2 separate regions of the Zea mays genome follow, and region 2 is linked to region 1. The links are chromatin contacts, called in public Hi-C maps. All regions are on one chromosome and are shown on one strand. The core of a region is the stretch at or near the end of the contact, and the rest is flanking DNA. Distances in the headings are between cores, read along the strand shown.

The links. A called contact is a pair of places that touch in the nucleus more often than the background predicts.
Region 2: a contact with region 1 is called in a Hi-C map of ear, with 1.5 times the contacts expected there. The contact joins the promoter of LOC111255646 here to the promoter of LOC100273920 in region 1. A contact is called at or near these places in 2 of 25 Hi-C or Micro-C datasets (ear and tassel).

The regions. Positions count from the first base shown.
Region 1 is chr8:627,154-630,106 of Zm-B73-REFERENCE-NAM-5.0, reverse strand. It overlaps LOC100273920 (putative protein kinase superfamily protein), which reads left to right and starts at 1,432. Exons shown (of 9, transcript NM_001148312.1): 1 at 1,432-1,505. LOC109941442 (a long non-coding RNA gene) reads right to left here and starts at 1,938. Exons shown (of 2, transcript XR_002264077.2): 1 at 1,399-1,938; 2 at 660-1,002.
Region 2 is chr8:810,104-813,105 of Zm-B73-REFERENCE-NAM-5.0, reverse strand. LOC111255646 reads left to right here and starts at 1,727. Exons shown (of 1, transcript NM_001356980.1): 1 at 1,727-3,002. The coding sequence starts at 2,315. The coding sequence ends at 2,560.

The DNA of each region.
Region 1 (2,953 bases), core at 183-2,682:
CACCTCTAGTTGTGGGCTTCGCTAATGCGTCAGCCTCATCATTCTTGCCCCTGTAGATATGGTAGTGTGAAACCACGAAACTCCTTCTCAAGACTCCGAACTGCCGACAGGTACTGGAGGAGGACTAATTCATGTGTCACGCTTTCTATTTGATTGAGAACAATTCTACAAGAAAGGACTAATTCAAGGGTTTAGGGTGATCATCTTCATTCTTGCTTGCGATGAACACAATTCTAACACCCTGAATTTGAGGGTATAAAATTTCTTTTCTAATATACACCAAATTCAGGTGTTACCCTCTCTTTTACTTGCTTTTCTTTTCTTTTTTCTAAAATAATGGAGAATTATTTTGTTATATATTGGCGTAAGCCTAGTAAAGTGAGCCCTAGAGGTGCTTTGGTTGTTACATTCATGTCGTTGCATAGTGTTTCTAAGTGCAAAAGGCGTTTGAAATATGTTAATATACCATGTGGAAGCTTTCGATAAATTTTTCATATTTTTTGGAATATTTTTATATTTTTCAAAAACCAAAATCTATTTATTTGAGGTACTTAAAAACATTTTCCAAAGATCTAAATATGTATTTTAAGTTCATTGGGTGCGAAATCATATCTAGGAATTTTTCTAGATTTTTTGGAGCCTTCAGGATATTTTTCAGATGTTAAATACGAAATCTGATACTTCTGTAAAACCTTCGCTATCATCCAACATCGACAGCCGAAGGCTGGCTCAGAAGAAGTTTCTAAAAACTACAACCTCCTTGCTCTTCGTCTTCGGGGTTGCCTCGTCACCAGCAAGCCGCACTTTAACCTTGTCGCCGAAGTAACCAAGCTCCTTCATCTTCTTCAATTCTTCAAATCCTTCTTCAAAATAGACCGACACATGTCGAGATAGCTCGGACCTTTATGCCCTTCCCCTGCAGCCTTCAAGCTGCTCTTGGATTTTGGTACTAACGAAGCCTTCAAGACTTCGGAAATTGTCCAACTTAGCCTCCGAAATAACCTTCAAGATATCAATTGCGTAAGGTCGAATGTATAATTGTAATCGAATGTTACATTACAAAGGAATGAAATAAATGCAAGTGTGCATACACAGACGAGTGATATATTTATTCTTCTTAATTTACATGCTACCTTCATTATTTTACCATCACATCTTTTATTTTCTTCTTTTAACCAACCTTTGAATGAAAGTTGAAGGAGAAACTCTTAGTCTACTAACGTATGTCGTCTTGTTTTTAAATTTTAAAATTATGACTATAAATTATATATCTAACTTTAAAACCTAACTAATCTTAGACGCGAAGCAAACATGCCCTCAAGCTTATGCCCACGCGAGTGAGAAGTGAGAATCTCCTAGGAAAGAGAAACAACGAAGACTCGAAACGAGTACACCAACCTTTCTTTCTCTCCTCTCGCTTCTGCGGCGAATTTTCTTGTCCCGTGCCGGCCGCCGTGTCTACCCTGCGCCACCGCCCCTTCCAACGCCTGCCGTGAAGACAAAAGGTGAGCTTTTTATCCCCTCTTCCAGTTTCAGTACTTCCCCAAAGTTCTTCGAAGGCGTTTATCGGGTGCCGGGGAACGCCTCACCGTCCGCATGAAGCCCCAGCGTGCTGCGGTCCGTCACAACCGCCGTTGCGACCTTTTGTGCGCCGTGGTTTCCCCACGGCGGCAGCAAGTGGAGAGGGAGAGCCTGTGGCTGCGTCGATTGCGACGGATGTGAGTACTGTACGGGCCTAGGGGAAGGTTTGTGTATGATTAGTGCTTATTTCCAAAGGTTTGGACCTGAGTCAAAAGTGCTGTTTCAATTGCTTGTGATCTGGGATGTGATTGCTGGTAGGTACCTCTCGTCAAGTGCAAAGAAGGTCTACCTTAATTCTCAGTCTCTATCTCCGATTCATCTGTCGGAGCTAGTTCTTTGATCATAAGAATACATCGAAAGTGAAGCTTGTTTTAGTTGTCCTTACCTAACAACGACGACAACAACAAAGCCTTTTCCCAAATAAATTGGGGAAGGCTCGAATTAAAAACCCAACCGGGCGGTATGTGATAACTGTTTTCCACATTCCAAGTCTTCTTTTAATGTCTCTTCCCATGTCAAAAACTTCGGTCTTTCTCTCTCTATTCCCATTGCTATCGTGCCTTAGGATCCCATTACACATTGGTGCTTATGAAGGTCTCCGTTGGACATGTCCGAACTATATCAACCAATGTTGAACAAGTTTTTTCTTCAATTTATGTCATACCTAGCCTATTACGTATATCATCATTTCGGACTCAACCCTTTGTATGGCCATAAATCCCACGCAACACACATTTTCGTAACACTTATTCTGGCTAAACGTGTCCTTGCCCACAATTTTTATATCTATTCTTTGTTTAAAGTAGCTAAGGAAGTATTTTTTTTGTTAATCAATCAGTTCTTTGTTTTTGTTTCCTTCTGTTTGTTCTGTTATATACTCATATTTTACAGCTTCTTCCTGTCTTGTAAACGTGGTAGGCATTGCGATCCGAAACAAACCCAAAGGTCATCGTTGTATTACTGTGCTAGTAAAGGCCCTCTAAGGCCCTTCTTTTTCCTTTTTAATATAACGATACGCAGTTCTCCTGCGCTTTCGAGAAAAAAATGAGTGATCGATACACAATTTCTACTAGGTCCAGTGGAGGATTAGGCCATGAGCGAGCGATTATATATATAATGTTTTTCTAATAATGATGGTACACACGGCGCAACCTTCATAGAATGCCAGGGGTGCGGGATGGGGGTTCGAACCCCCGCTGGCTCGACCAGGCCATAGGCCTATCTGCATTGAACCTACATTTTGGTGCGGAAACCTTTTTTGCTTGTAATTAGTATGAGCATTTTTTTGTTTAAAGAAAATCCTAAGAAAAAGCAGGGTATGATTTAGCTAACTAATACTGAATGCTTGGTTGGTATGGCTTATAGTGGCTCT
Region 2 (3,002 bases), core at 478-2,977, 180 kb before region 1:
GCTGGGAGCGGCTGGGCGCGACGGGACTCGGCCACGGCCTTGCCTGGTCACGTAGAGCCGGGTTGGCCGCGTCGGCCGATGGAGCGGATGACGGGAGGACAACCATTGATGCAGTGCGGCGGAGAGGAAACAAGAACAAAGCAAGCTGGGAACACCGGACATTATTACCTCGCGACGTGGCCCGGACACCGGACATTCTTACGGATGACGGCGAGCACGACATGGGGGTGACGAGGGTGCGCAGCAAGGTTGAGGGAAGGGAGGAGGAGGTTTTCCTTTATGCACGCACGCACTCGAGCAGATTGTGGTGACGGTTTCAGAGATGACGGCACAGGCCGCAACTGGGGAGAGCGAGAGAGGAGATTTCAGAGATGGTGAAGATGATTGCAGCGCGGCAGGCTAGGCGCGCGTGGGCAGAGGCAGTCTGATGGGGTAAGAATAGAGATGGCAAAACGGGTCGCTCGGCCCGGGCCGGTAAAGCTCGGCCCATTTTAGGCCCGACCCATCAGACACAGTTAGAAAACCGGGTCGGGTCGTCTAAGTCTGTGGGCTCGATTTCCTATCCGAGCCCGGTCCGACCCGTTTAGTAAAAAAAGCGGGTCGAAAAATGGTCTAAGCGGACCGGTAGGCACATTTTAGTGCAAAAAAAATGAGCTTAACGGGCTTAGAGGTAAACGGACCGTGCCTAGTTTCCTGTCCGAGCCGAGCCCGCTTATTCGTGCCGGGCCGGTCCGGGCCCGTATAAAACCGGGCCGTGCCGGGCTCGGACTAGGCCCAAACAGCGGGCTTCGTGCCGGGCTCGCGGGCCTCACGCTTATTGGCCATCTATAGGTAAAAATAATTTGTTTTCTTTCTCTATATATATATATATTAGATCTTGTCGTTTTAATCCAAATTCATTAGTATTTTCCTTTTTCCAAACCAAAATACCACGAGACCATTTTGGCAAACCAAAAAACTGTGCTTCAGCAAGAGACAACACACGTATATTTAAAATAACACCTGAATTTGGTGGATATCGAAAAAATTATACCTTCTAATTCAGGATGTTACAGATAAAGCATAAGCTAAAATGGAGATGGATGAAGCAACGACGAGAGGATGAACTGACAGCGGTGTCTTCCGCTGTGGAGATCTATTGGGGCCCAGAACCGGTGGCGAGCAGCGGCTTCGGTGAATAAAATTTTTTGTGTGTTTAACCTTAGCTTTGGATACCAATGGTTAGAATCATAGGTGAGAAAAAGGAGACATAAAGTTTAATATGGAAAAACTCTCCTAATATGATGAAGAAAAAAAAACTAGAAAAAATAGATACATTATATGGTATATTGTACAGGGTACAAAGCGACCTTTTTGTATAGACAAAATAGATATATATAGAGTGATATCATGTTATTGTTATCCAACAGTTTTGCTTACCACAGACTACATAACCTTTTGCCATGGTTAAAGTAAAAAATTTCACGGAGGATGCGAACCAGCTAATTATGCCACAAACGTCCTCTCTTCTCTTCCGCCCACAAAGGATCCAAAACTAACCATGACGCATGCCATGACGCTAATTCCGCTTAGTAGGCTAACAACACGGTCTGACCCAGTTTACAGCCAATGATATCACGACACGTTATCTCCATCCCAGCCGTCCAAACCGAACCGCCTCATCTCCGCTGTCCGCTTCGGCCAACGGGACCATAAATACCTTTGCTTCCGCCAATTATTATTCGTTAAACCAACAAGATGTTGTTCGAGGCGTTCCCCTCCTCCACGCAACCTTCTCCCCTCCAGATCCAGGATTGCCGGGCTCCTTGACTCGTTACCTCGCGCGCCCTCGGTGAGCTACTTTGTTTCGATTTAGCGACAAATCAGTTTGCTTCATGTTGCGCAGGCTTAGATCTGAATGCCGGATTCTTCGTCTTACGGCTTGAATCGAGCTGGGAGGCTGTGGATCTGAGCACGGGAGGTACAACAAATCCGCGTGTATGACGAGTTGGATCGGCACCGGTTAGTCTCTGACCGCAAGATTTTGTTGTTGTGTTGGGCTGATCTGCCGCGTTGTTTTGCTTCAGGTTCTAGAGCTAGCGAAATCGCAAGGCTATTAGGGTTCCTTTCGGAGCGCGTCTGAAGCGATGATGGCTGAAGTCGGCGGTGGGATCGGGATCTTCTCTGCCCTGCTCCACTCGGGATGATGAATCTGCTGCGCTGATAATTATTGGATGAATTTCGATAATTATTAGATCTAAGAGATGCGCCGACTTGAAGAGGCGAGGTAAGGTGCAACATGTATAAGACGTGACATGCTATAGAGGCCTTTGCCATGGTGGGTGCGCTCGCATGGCAGGCCACGGTAATAAAAGAAGATATTTTTGTGTCCTGGGGGTGGAGATCGCACGGGGGATTGTTTTTTGGCCCCGGGTTCTCCTCCCTCGTGGTGTTCCGTGTCCCTATGTGCATTGGTCTTTGCGTGGTTTGCGATCTCAGCTCACCTACACGCTTCGGATTTCTGCATCTAACACGGAGATCTACAACAAAAACAAACATGGAGCTACAACGAGATTCTTAAGGTACAATCGTTAATTTACTGTAACAATTAAGTTTCTTTTCTCATCTCTGACGCCACACTTGTATCCTTATGTTCTCTCTCTGCACATTCAAAGAAACCGTTAAACCCCCATGAATAATGACATTCGACGTCCACTTTGCCCAGCTGTGTTGAATTTAATAGTTCAACAATTTCAGACTCCCATGAACTCAGTGAAACAAGCGTTACTGATGTCCTAAGTGAAATTTTATGTCGCACTTAAGATGGCGCTGCGTCTTTATTTCGTTGTATATTTTATTTTCAACAACTCCAATCTGATTATGTCGTGGCATTTCATTTGTATTTATCATGTCAATTGGGATATTTGGTCCTTGTAAGCTTTTGGCATGTTTGTTAGTTAAGCCATTGCAATTGTTGGACTTGTGGAGGGTTGCAAAATCGCAGTGATTCTACTATTCATCAT